Regions from separate parts of the Mus musculus genome. Here regions 1, 2 and 4 are each linked to region 3. A link is a contact called in public HiChIP or PLAC-seq data. All regions are on one chromosome and are shown on one strand. The core of a region is the stretch at or near the end of the contact, and the rest is flanking DNA. Distances in the headings are between cores, read along the strand shown. Region 1 overlaps Gm34941 (a long non-coding RNA gene). Region 2 overlaps Sox2ot (SOX2 overlapping transcript (non-protein coding)). Region 3 has its middle 76 kb from the start of Gm38512. Region 4 overlaps Gm21388 (a long non-coding RNA gene).

Region 1 (2,700 bases), core at 153-2,652, 790 kb before region 3:
GGAGTAGGACAATACCTTCATGGCTCAAATATGTCAAACAGCAGACGATACCTATTTGTCAACGTATATGGCCAAAACAAGGTATGTGGCATGATGATAGAGCCAGAAACCCGTCCCCAGATAAGGAAACAGAGACCCTGGCACACTGAGCTGAACAGCAGTGAGGGCAAGCAGAACTGGAAGCCAGCTGCCACCCGTGCTAGAGGAACAGGTTGGAAAAACGAAAGTTCACCAAAATCACAAATGTCTGAGGCTTGACATATGGCTCGGTTGATAGGGTTCTTGCCTAAAATTCTCAAGGCCCATGTTGGATCCCAAATGCTACTCCGAACCAGGCCAAAGTAGGTTGTGGTAAACACCTGCAGTCCCAGCATTTGGGAGGTAGAGGCAAAAGGATCGATGACTTCAGCCCCAGAGAGAGCAGAAGGCCAATAACGCCACTTTAACAAACAAAGAAAGAGTTAGAAATATTAAAATAGCATCACATTAAGATAATCAGGAGTTTGCCTTTTGATTGGGTCATGTGGTTTTACTTAAAAGTTAAAGCATACAGGTACACACTGGATGGTGTTCGCCTGTCTTCGGGCTGACTTGAACCGTAAAACTTTCAGAAACCCAGAACATCAGTAGAACTTTCCTGGTCAAAATGCTCAGAGGAGCCCACCATGGCCTCAATGGGCCGGGCGGTCCTTCCTTGCTTTGGATAAGGCTTTCGAGATAGGGTCGAATTCGGTCCTGCTCTTCCCCCTAACACATCCGCCCTTGCTTTCTTTGACCTGCAGAGCCCTGTGGGACATAAACGCTATTATATAACGGCCCCTCCCATCGTGCTTTCACTGGCCTTTGATAGGACTTAAAAGGTGATTACATAGCTTCATTTATTTCTTTGAATACTCAAGTTTCATGGTCATTAAAGTAATCACAGACTCATCTCGGTCCCCATGTGAGGGCAATGCGGCAGTCTCTTCTTTAACCAGGATATCTCTCTCTCTCTCTCTCTCTCTCTCTCTCTCTCTCTCTCTCTCCACCCCCCTTTGGTCATCACCTCTCCCCTGCTCGATAGTCCCCTTCCCCCTTCAAACCTACCATAAAAGACTACAATAATTTAAATTTTGTCAACGAATCATGACATTTATTCAACTGGTCTCCAAACCACGAGAAGCTGGGTCTTGCACTGTTGAGAGCAAGCAATAGCAAAGAGCAGCTCAGCAAGGAAAGGGTTAATCGGGTGAGTAAAGGCTATTTTTAAATCTGGCCCCTGTCTGCCAGGCTTGAAAATCTACCCGGTACTGTAGAAATCCTAAATTGCACTGCCCTGCACCCCACTGAAAGTCTTCAGTGCGCTGTAAGACCTCCTCAGCATGGGGAAGATTGGGGGTGAGCCACTGGAGGAGGGGCGCAGTCTCGGCCTTTGTGCTGCAGGCCAGTCACGGAGGTCCTGCGGAGAAGGCGCACAGAAACCCTCGAGGCCCGCAGGAGCAGCCCCGCACAAAAGCGCGTTACATGCTTGCAAATCGCCCCACCGCTGTTATTTTATTTACTGTGGCCTGCGGGACAATTGTTTTCTCTTTGCAAAAATTTTCAGCCTCACGGGCTTTTCTCCTCCTCTGCAGCCATGGTCACTTGTACCACGAGGCCACATAGAGAAGTCCGTCGTCCTTACCGCCCCCCCCCCTCCCCATCTTCCTCAAGGAAGAGGAAAGATCCTGCCTGGGCAGGAGGCCACGGGAGGATGCGATCGATGAGTGCCCGCGTTTTGCTTTTTCTTCCAGGGAGACAAGATTGGAGAGCTGTGTGTTCCAAATAACAACTATCAGTCTCGTCTGGTCTACGTTGTTCTGGCTTTATTTGATTACTTTTGTTAGAGATGATGCCCATACTTTTCCTTGGGAACTTATTTACTGGGATGAGAAAAGGGAAAAAAAGGTCACATAAACTTCATCTGAATCAATTTTGCATCTGTAAATCCCAGTGATTTTTTTTTCCCAATTCTAAAATCGATATAAATGTCATATCATGATGGCTAGACATATGTTGTGAGTTTGACGTTTCTTTGCTTGGAAGGTTTGGAGGAAAAGAAGCTACCAAACCTAGTTATTTTTAAAACTCAAAATGGGTGAGGAATTGGGAACGGCCTGCTTGGTGGGTAGGAGCTTGCCACAGAAGCCTAGGGGCCTGAGTTCGATCCTGGGAACACATGTGGTAGAAGAGACCCAACTTCACAGTCATTCTCTGATGTCCTCCACAAAGGATCCATGACATGTATACACACACACACGCACACACTCGCACACACACACAAAATAATAATACATAAAATTTTAAAAATAAAACATCTCTGGGTGCAAGTTCTTTTTGTTACTCTCGTGTGAGGGCTTTTGCTGCAGCTTGCTTTTAAGACTCTCACAAGATAGCCTTGACTGGCCTGGAAAACACAGATTCACTTCCCTCTGCCTGCCTCTGGAGTTATGGGATTATAGGCATGCACCAATATGTCCCCACCAGTCTGCGGGTTTTGTTTGGTTTTGTGGTGTGTGTGTGTGTGTGTGTGTGTGTGTGTGTGTGTGTGTGTGTGCTTGCTCTAGATGTTCTCCACAGCTACAGCTTTCAGGACACTGATATGTCATATATCTCAAGTGTATACACACTTATGTACCTAGTAGGAGTCCCGAGTCTAATCTCATGGCTAGAGGGCAAAGG
Region 2 (2,919 bases), core at 177-2,676, 810 kb before region 3:
CATCCCATCCCACCCAGCAGCCCCTTACCTCTGACTGGGATGCTATTTAGTCATTTCCTATAATGGCAAGAAAGGCTAACAAACTGATCAAATGTCCAGTTAGCTGTCTCCATAAACATCAGAGTTGGCCGACCACATCTGGCATGATGTTCCTGGTCCTGACTTCCGCTGTCCCACTTTCACTGGTGACACTTGTTTTTGAAATAGTGACTTGGTACCTGCGCGGGCTTTGTCCCTTCCGTCCCCATTGCTGTTTTCGAAAAGCCTGTGGATCATGATCATGGATGAACTCTGCTGTTTCCTCAGTCCTCCAGCAAAGTTGCCAAAGACAGAGTCTGACAGAGTGCCGCTCGGACATGCGCAAAGCATCCCTTTCCGTTTCCAGCCCAGCATAAACTGGGTGTATATGGTGCATGTCTGCAATCTCAGTACATGGGAGGCACAAGTTCAAAGCTAGCCTGGGCCTGAGCCTGTCTCAAAAGACTAATTGGAATGTGTCAGGTGGCTTCCGAGCGCTTGTAAAATGAGGCTGATTGGAAAGCCTGGCCTTTTGCAGAATCCCTGGTTGTTCTATTTTCTTTCAGAGCTAAGTGGGTGCAGCATACCAACCTTGACTCCAGAAGGCTGAGCAAATTAGAAGTGGGGTGTTTCATTGTCCAACCACAGATGCTAATGATGGTCGACGTAGGAAACACAGACTCCGACAGCCGAGGTGTAGCAATGACAAGTGTCACACATTCATGCTATAAAATGATAAGCTGTGTCACTTGGCCTGTTGCTGTCCGATCTCCCCTTGGCTTTCTTTTTTATTTGTTTGTTTGTTTGGTTGGTTGGTTTTGCTTTTCCAGACTTGGTTTCTCTGTGTAGCTCTGGCTGTCCTGAAACTCCCTCTGTAGATCAGACTAGTCTCAAACGCATCCACCTGCCTGTGCTATTGGAGGGCAGAGATTAAAGGTGTGTGCCACCGTTGTCCAGCTACCTCTAGCTTTCTTCTGCATATGTTTGTTTACTCACATGGATGGTTTGATGCAGGGACAGGGCCACTGTGTTATTTGCTGCACAGGCTGACAGAATTCTCAAGGGTATTTTTACCTACAGTGTGTAAAGAATTTGTGGTGTGCCACTTAGCAGTCAGAAAACATGCCCTCTTAGCAGAGTTTTGGGGAGAGTTAACACGTTTTCTGTAGAATGTATTCTAGAGTAGGTGCATCTGGCAACACGTTTTTAAATGATTTCCTATGAAACAAGTCACTGAGCCGAGTAGAAAACACCATGTCACTGATAACACACTTGGTCCAGTCATGGGTTCCTCTTCTCCTCTGAGTGGCATGCTAGCCTTCCTTCCTTCACGAGGCAAACTGCAGCAAGGCTGCACACGTCTCCAGCAGTGGGGAAGTTGGGACAAAGGCGATTCAAACTGTGCCCTTGTTTTCGGAGTTGCAGGATTTAAATGCTGCAGTACCCTGGCAGTGGCCCTGCAGGCTGGCTTTGGAACTGTTCGGTGCTTAGTTTCTAAATTCTACTTTTAAATCCAAATCCGAATTTTTTTCCCCCATTGGTTCAGGAAAGAAAAAGAAATACCTAATTTGAAATCCTGTTATAAATTCTACGAAAGCCAACTTAGAAGAGCTTAGAAATAGCTCTGAGTCCCACATCTCAATATGCTGTGCTGGCTCCTGTGGTTGTTTCTGAAAGAAGAAAGGGAACACCTGGTCTCTAACCAGGAGGAAAGCGGATTCCGGCACCGGCATCTCGGTTGCTCAGTGGGGGCAGGCCTCTGCACTCCCAGCGATCAGGAAATTTAAAGCCGGTTGGATACATCTGCAAACAGCACATTTCCCAACTTGGGAAATGCCAGTTCGTGTTATTTCTGTGGCTAGGAGTTGCTTAGGATCTGTGACAGCTGAGGTTTTCCTATTGATTTTATGACAATGTTGTTCAGAGAGCTCACAGAACTGAGAAGAGAGGAGAGTCCAGTTTAGCAAGGTGATTCTGAACTCGAGTGCTGTGCCTTAATCAAAGTGCGGAAAATGAAATTCGAGCTCCAGAAAGCTGCAAAGGGGGAATTCGATTCTGAGCCTGAACTTTTATACCTAACTCAACCCTCGGAGGAAGAGGGGTGGGACTGGCTGCTGACTTTGAATACTTATGATTGACCATCGGATGCATCAGCCTCAAAAGAAATCATATCTTATATTAAGGAGGCAGAGAGGTGGCTCAGCAGTTAAGAGTACTTGCTGCTCTTGTAGAGGACCTAAATTCCGTTCCTAGCACCTATGTCAAGCAGTTTACAACTACCTATAACTCTTAGCTCTAGAGAATCTGATGCTTTCTGCCCTCCGTGGGGCACCAGTATTGCACATTGCACATGTGTAATGTGCGCGCACCACACACACACACACACACACACACACACACATGAAACTAAAGATTTTTTTTTTTTTTTTTTTTTTTTGGTAAGAAACCACAAGTGAGGTCATTGTAGTTGATTCTAGATTTGTGAGCATGCCCAATGAGAGCAGCCGTTAGCAGTGTAAGATGGGTGGAGGTCGGGATGAAGGCACCAAACACACATTGCTCTGAAAAATCTTCAAACTCATATTTAGTTCTTAAATAACTTGATGCGCAAGTATTCTTCCGATGTAGCCACAGAGGAAAATACCATTTTTCATCTTGTGCATTATTTTCTCCATGGTAAGGCACCGGCAAGCACACTCATCTCGGTGGAAGTCCAGTGAATCCCAAAACCCCAGGACTTAAACAAACAAACAAAAACACCGGGTCAAGAAAAATTTGTAGGTCAAGGATGCGGAGTCCGTGTGCTTGGAAGGCAGAAACGCAGGTGGAGCAGAGAGCAGCCCTGTTGGAACTGTGGAATCACTAGGTAACCTGAGCAATCGGTGGAGGCTGCTAGAGAGC
Region 3 (2,752 bases), core at 239-2,738:
AAGCACAACTGATTCCACCACCCACCCCCGAGAAAAATCCCTGCAAACTGTGTGTCCCCCAAAACGATTCCTTTATTCTCAATGTCTCCAAAACCCAGGTCTCAGAGCCAGCCCCGGTAACACATAAGCTGATGAAATAAAAGTGTTACATTCATGTGTTCCTTAGGTCAAGGTGGTAGTGAAAGCGCTGGCACGTGTCATGAGAGTTAATAGACCCGATTGCCTGTCCCTCTGAGAGGCCTGGCTTTAAATCCAGGTTACATCATGAGTTGGATTGGTGGCACTATCTGTCTCCTGGGAATACGTGTTTGGTTTGTGAAGACGACACATTCAGTATAATTAGTATTCACTGGTGTGGTCAAAGCCCCAGAGAGCTGGAATTCCTATGTACTATAGCCAACCTTCTCTCCTTTTCCCACCCCCCCTCTCTCTCTCTGCTTTTCTTTCTTTCTTGAGGACTGTGGGGGCTGGAGACCTGAGTGAATTTACTCCAGATATCATGAGTTCTCCACATAGAATCAGCTGAAGGCAATTTTCAGCCATTGCTGTTAGAGTATCTAGAGCAGCGGCGACTGTCATCTAGCCAGCACCCAGCCCCCGCACAGGACCACTGATTACACAGTGTGGGTTTCACATAAAGACTTTTCTGGATGAGGCCGGCGGCTGAAAGGGGTTCTGAGCATCTAACAGAGCATCTGCTAACAACCATTAAAGTCATTATTGTTCCTTAGATAAAGCAGGGCACGAACACACAAACAGAGGAGTACTTGCTCACGACATAGAAAGTGTCCTCTCTTCCCAAGCATAACAGAGCCTCTTGTGTATCTTAAACCTGTTTAATTCCCATTTTAGGGGGTCTGTGACAGGCGTCGAGAGGAAGCTGCCAAAGCCATCACTATATTTAGCTGTTTATCACACATCAGCTCAAGGTGGTGTGTGCTGGTAGACATGCCACAAAGCAGAGAAAATGGAAGCTCATGAGTGGGGGGTAGGGGTGGAGAGCGGGGGCGGGGCAGGCAGAAAGCTTTGGGAAGATTCGGAACAGGGAGAAAACTATGATTCTAGTTGTGTCATTTCTAAGTCAAAATAAATAAATGAATGAATGACTACCAAGCTTCTAGGCAGAGTCGTGCAAGGCGATTTTAAAGTTAAAACGGACAGTGAAGAGGTAACGGCAGATTCCGTGGCCCCGAAACAAAGTGGGGGCAACCATTGGTTTCTATGTCCTTGGGGCTGTTCAGTGTGTTTTCTGAGGGCTGTCATCTGGGGACGAGAGAGAGAGAGAGAGAGAGAGAGAGAGAGAGAGAGAGAGAGAGAGAGAGAGAGAGAGAGAGATCTTTAATTTCTCTCACCAAAAGTTGTATGTGCCAGTTTGAAATTCCTGTTTCATCTCTGTGGTCTCCAGATAAATAACAGTCCTCAGGGACTGTGTAGCACATGCCAAGGCGGAAAGGGAGCACCACCGGGCCTGGAGATCAGGGCGGCTTCCCCAGATGCCATCTCCAAAGGGACACCAGTGCTTGGCTTCCCCGATGGTGGCTGATTCAGCGGAGAGCTTCACGTAGAAGCGGCTTTAAGGTTCTCAGGGGTCCCCGACCTCATTAATGATTTTAGGAGAGAGAGGGACACAAGCATGCGAGGGTACCTCCTCAATCCCACGTCCCAAGCCCCGACATTTCATTTTATCTTGTCATTTGTTAAAGGTTTAAGAAAATGGAAACTAATTGCATGTTGCTCTTAAAAATCAGTTTTAAAAATAGTCGGACACAAGCCTGCCAAGTCTAGTGTAACCGTGGCTGAGAGCTGACCCCTAATCAGCCCTCCGGATTGATTCTGGAGGGTCATTTGTATTTTCCTTCCTAACACGCTTCTCTCTCACCATCACTCCCAACAAAACACACTAGTTTAGAATTAAGATCCTTGCTGAGGACCAGCAGAGAAACATAGATGGGTAAATAGTGCCACCTAGTGGCCTGTACGATGCTCAGAAAAAGGAACCTCACGCCCCATTGTGGTTTTGGGGACTGCAAGTCCCCATTCTCACCCTCTGTCATCAAGCATGGGAAACAAAATTTTTCCTCTAGGAGAGAGCAAAAACAAAACAAAACAAAACAAAACAAAGCAAAACAAAAAACCAAAAGCAAAGACCAAACTATACTGTTTCTCTTCACTTAGCCAGGCTTCCAGTCACCTAGTGGGGATACTTCCCAAATCAAAACGAAAACAACAGCTAGCATTTGCGGATGACCTGAGCCAATGTTGTAAAATGCTTTCTTTCTCCAGCTCCTGACAGCTAACCATCTACATGGTCTGATTGTTTTTCGACTGGGGTGACAGCACTTCAGTCTTGGATCACAGCCCTGGATTCTGACAGTGACGCAGTGAAGACATGATTCGCTTCTCCCAGCACACCGCGGCCCTGGGGGCTGGATATGTATAGCGCAGAATAATTAGATCCACATTAAGCATTTACTTAGGGATACAAAAAATGAACTGACAAGAATCCTATCCCCCAAGAATGTATCCTCTCCACGATAATTTAAATGTGTAGAGTACTTCAGAGCGATTACCATTTGAAAGTATCTCCACAGTTTGATAAGGTAATTACGGTACTGATTTTAGAAATGATGTTTTATGATTTGTCCAAGGTCATAAAGATAAGAAGAGGCAGCTGTCCAGATTAGAGCTCATCACTCCACCACAAGGTGCCTCCTTCCCGAGGCAATTGATAGAGATTCCTAGTTTTATAGTG
Region 4 (2,984 bases), core at 436-2,935, 640 kb before region 3:
TTGGAGTCTAAAAGGAAGAAAAGGATTTGGGCAAATGATGTAGGGGTCACCAAGGTGAGAACAGAGGGCTAAAGTATGGATTTCACGGTTTTGTGGCTCATGGTAATGCTGGTAGCGCTGAGCTCAACATATTGGTGCTATAATGGGACTCAGGATTAAATGGCAGAGGAGACTTTCAAGAGGTGTGAGATAGGTAAGTCAAGACAGGAGACATCAAATTTCCTTCCAAGTAACAGGTAGAAAATTGGACCTTGTAGGAAAGTAAAAGGCACAAACCTGTCGTGATAATCAGAAACTGCTGTTGGTCATCACTGGCCTTTCTAGACTGTTCCGTGCATTTTAACTGTGAAGACTAAATGAGCGAGCTCAGTTTTGCCTTTGCATTGCAGGATTTGGCTCCAGCATCTGCCCCAAATTAATTGCCACGGTTGATTTGGCTGATGTAATTGGCGAGACCCTGTCTCCTCACTGCTCCCTGGGTACTTCTCCATATGGAGTTATTTAATTAGACAGAAATAAAACTCCTCATTCATTCATTCATTCAACAGAGATTTATTACTTGTCCATGGTGTAGACTGTGCTCGCTGCTGAGGGGCAGGGCAGGCCTGTGACAGACACAGCACCCTTCACGCTGAAGTGGCCTGATTTACAGAGGGTCTTCACCCCCACCTGCATAGTCACAGGTATTGAACGCCCCCACTCCCACCTTCTACTTCCAGTATTTGTTCAACTAACTTCTTCCTTGGTGATATCTGCCTTGGACATTAACAACCCCTACAGAAATGTATCCCTTCTTGGCTGCTTTTAAATTTTCTTTTAATTCCCAGTCATAACAGTATCAAATATATCTTTAAAATGAAACTCCCTTCTACCTTACATTTTTCAAACAAATAAACAAACAAACAAAGACAAAACAAAACAAAGCAAACACCGCCCCCTCAGCTCGCAAGGTTTATTGGGTCTACGATCTGAACTTCTAAAATCTGCTTCAACACCTGTTGCCGTTGCTTTCCTGAAAATCCCTGCTAACTTAAACATAACGATAGTGTTTGACATTGTTGCTCCCCCCCCCCCCCCCATAGGATCATTTGTTTATTTGCCGAGTTGCCTGAACTAGTACAAAGGGAAAAGCTGAAAAATCTCAGACACAAGGTTTCTGGGAGATAGTGTGGTAGGCTCTGGAGAAGATGCCAAAGGTTGGTTGTGCTGAGACAGGAAGCCTTGCTTTGCCTGCACGCTGCCTACCCAGTACTTGTATGTACGTGAGGCGAGCGAGGGCCTCTATGGCTTATGGATCCATTTCCTTACAGGGCAGAAAAGAAACACATTTTGGCAGAGAAGAGTGGGATAGGAGGAGGTGGCCACGGAGCCTGAAGCAGAAAGACACAGATGCCCAGATAGTGGAACGCCACATGGTGACTGTAAGTAGGCACTTGATCTGTGTTCCTGGAACCCTGTTTCAGGGCTCAGTGAAATTGAGAATTCACAATTATTCGATTAATTTGATGAATGTTCCAAATTAGGAACTCCAGGTCAGGGTTTGTTTCCGACCTAAATTATACAGTGCAGTTGTCTACAGTGATCAAATTAACCAGCTGATTGCCAAATCCCCCTTTCTCTCCATCCCCTGTGGACGCAGCTTAAAGAACTAATAGCTCACTGGACTCTGCCCCAGTCTATTTTGGGATAATTGGTGCCTTTGTGCTCCTATCCCTGCAGCTTGGTATCAAACACTGCTGCTTTGTGCAGAACATGTCAGTTGGCGATTTATTACCCCAAAATGCACTCTTTCTCCTGTGAAAGCTTATCAATCGGGACCTTGGAGGCAATTTCCAGACTCCCCCAGGAAACTCCTATTTTATTGCTATGGAAAATATTTGATTCTTTGTGGAAAATATTTTCTTCCTAAAATGAATCCATTTGAGGTTTGGGATGCTCAGTGACTTTACATTTCCCCCATCGTTACTTCACGGCACATCCATGTTCACTGGAACTCGTCCTAAATGACGAGGATCAATGATCGTCACTTCATAAGGAATAAGGAAAACGAGTCACAGCGAAGCGATGGCCAGGGGACGCTTTACTCTTTACCACAGAAGTCTCTCCTTCCTAAGTCAGTCACTGCTGCTACTGAGGCTCAGAGGTGGTGCAGGCGATTCCTGGAGTCATCTCTTCTGAGACTTTGTGAACCGGTCTTGATGCTGCTTTGAGCTTCTTGGATATGGTCTTTTGTGTATGTGAATGTCTGTGTACAGATTCATACAGGAGTATGTGTGTATCCATGTATCTGTCTGTCTGTGAGCCTGCACACATATAGAGGCTTTTTTTAAAAGCTAGGCTCTCCCGCTGGCCTGGGGTTTACTCTGACTCGCCTGTGAGCCTCAGGGATCCTGTCTCTGCCTCAACAGCTCTGGAATATAAGCATGCACTACTCTGCATAGCTTTTCACATGGGTGAGACTGAACTCATGGCTTTATACTTGGTGAGACCCCATCCTTTGCTCTTGAGCGACACTTTAACAACATTTATCTGCATTAAAAAGAAGCAAGCTGGTTCCTGCTAACTTTATCTCTCCTCGGTCCTCACTCTCCAAGACTCTGATGGCTGAAGACGCTCTTAAAGGCCTTACTTCCTGTTTTAGTTTGTCAGCAGATCACTCTAGCGAGGATGCTGCTTCAGTTTGGCCATGGCTCAAACTCAAGTGCATGCTGATGTTTGAACACCCATGTCCAAATTGCTGTGGTGTGGGAGATTTGTCACGTGCTCGTATGGCTATGTTTTAGAAATGGTAGCATGTGTTCCCTTGCTCTTGGCTTTTAATTTGGTTCATGGTTCAAGTCTCAGGATAACAAGTTGGCCTGGCTGCTTTACTGGTGCAGAGGAGGAGGGCTGGTGTGCCAGCAGGACTCAGGATGCTTAGGGAAGCTCTGCTTCCTGGTCTTGACCCCGACTCTGATAAAGGAAAGCTTAAGGCAGAGGGGCCC

What was found. HiChIP or PLAC-seq counts read pairs in DNA pulled down with a chosen protein or histone mark.
Region 1: a contact with region 3 is called in an H3K4me3 HiChIP or PLAC-seq map of embryonic forebrain, with 7 times the contacts expected there. The contact joins two enhancer-like sites. A contact is called at or near these places in 1 of 484 Hi-C or Micro-C datasets (embryonic stem cells), 5 of 115 datasets of contacts at active chromatin or transcription factors (embryonic basal ganglia, embryonic forebrain, embryonic midbrain and 2 more) and 1 of 9 other capture datasets (embryonic stem cells).
Region 2: an H3K4me3 HiChIP or PLAC-seq map of forebrain shows a contact between it and region 3, with 16 times the contacts expected there. The contact joins two enhancer-like sites. A contact is called at or near these places in 1 of 15 datasets of contacts at CTCF or cohesin (stem cell-derived epiblast-like cells), 6 of 484 Hi-C or Micro-C datasets (cortical neurons, cranial neural crest, forebrain and 3 more) and 15 of 115 datasets of contacts at active chromatin or transcription factors (PVALB interneurons, astrocytes, craniofacial prominence and 12 more).
Region 4: a contact with region 3 is called in an H3K27ac HiChIP or PLAC-seq map of oligodendrocyte precursor cells, with 6 times the contacts expected there. The contact joins two enhancer-like sites. A contact is called at or near these places in 4 of 115 datasets of contacts at active chromatin or transcription factors (astrocytes, embryonic stem cells and oligodendrocyte precursor cells).

What each region holds. Positions count from the first base shown.
Region 1 is chr3:34,690,894-34,693,593 of GRCm38.p6, forward strand. Gm34941 (a long non-coding RNA gene) reads left to right here. Exons shown (of 2, transcript XR_389667.3): 1 at 1-1,228; 2 at 1,614-2,028. Among named protein-coding and RNA genes, the nearest start is that of Gm34941, 2.9 kb to the left of the region's middle. Within about 2 kb of position 1,403, at least 64 of the 459 cell types and tissues checked have an H3K27ac peak or open chromatin away from gene starts, as enhancers often do. A contact at or near this core is called in embryonic forebrain, where this site is marked.
Region 2 is chr3:34,669,790-34,672,708 of GRCm38.p6, forward strand. The region is part of intron 4 of Sox2ot (SOX2 overlapping transcript (non-protein coding)); the gene reads left to right. Among named protein-coding and RNA genes, the nearest start is that of Gm34941, 18 kb to the right of the region's middle. Within about 2 kb of position 1,427, at least 28 of the 459 cell types and tissues checked have an H3K27ac peak or open chromatin away from gene starts, as enhancers often do. A contact at or near this core is called in PVALB interneurons, embryonic forebrain, forebrain and 3 more, where this site is marked.
Region 3 is chr3:35,480,558-35,483,309 of GRCm38.p6, forward strand. No RefSeq gene overlaps it. Among named protein-coding and RNA genes, the nearest start is that of Gm38512, 76 kb to the left of the region's middle. Within about 2 kb of position 1,489, at least 23 of the 459 cell types and tissues checked have an H3K27ac peak or open chromatin away from gene starts, as enhancers often do. A contact at or near this core is called in PVALB interneurons, embryonic forebrain, forebrain and 3 more, where this site is marked.
Region 4 is chr3:34,836,501-34,839,484 of GRCm38.p6, forward strand. Gm21388 (a long non-coding RNA gene) reads left to right here. Exons shown (of 5, transcript XR_880758.2): 2 at 549-683; 3 at 1,311-1,421. Among named protein-coding and RNA genes, the nearest start is that of Gm21388, 11 kb to the left of the region's middle. Within about 2 kb of position 1,686, at least 19 of the 459 cell types and tissues checked have an H3K27ac peak or open chromatin away from gene starts, as enhancers often do. A contact at or near this core is called in oligodendrocyte precursor cells, where this site is marked.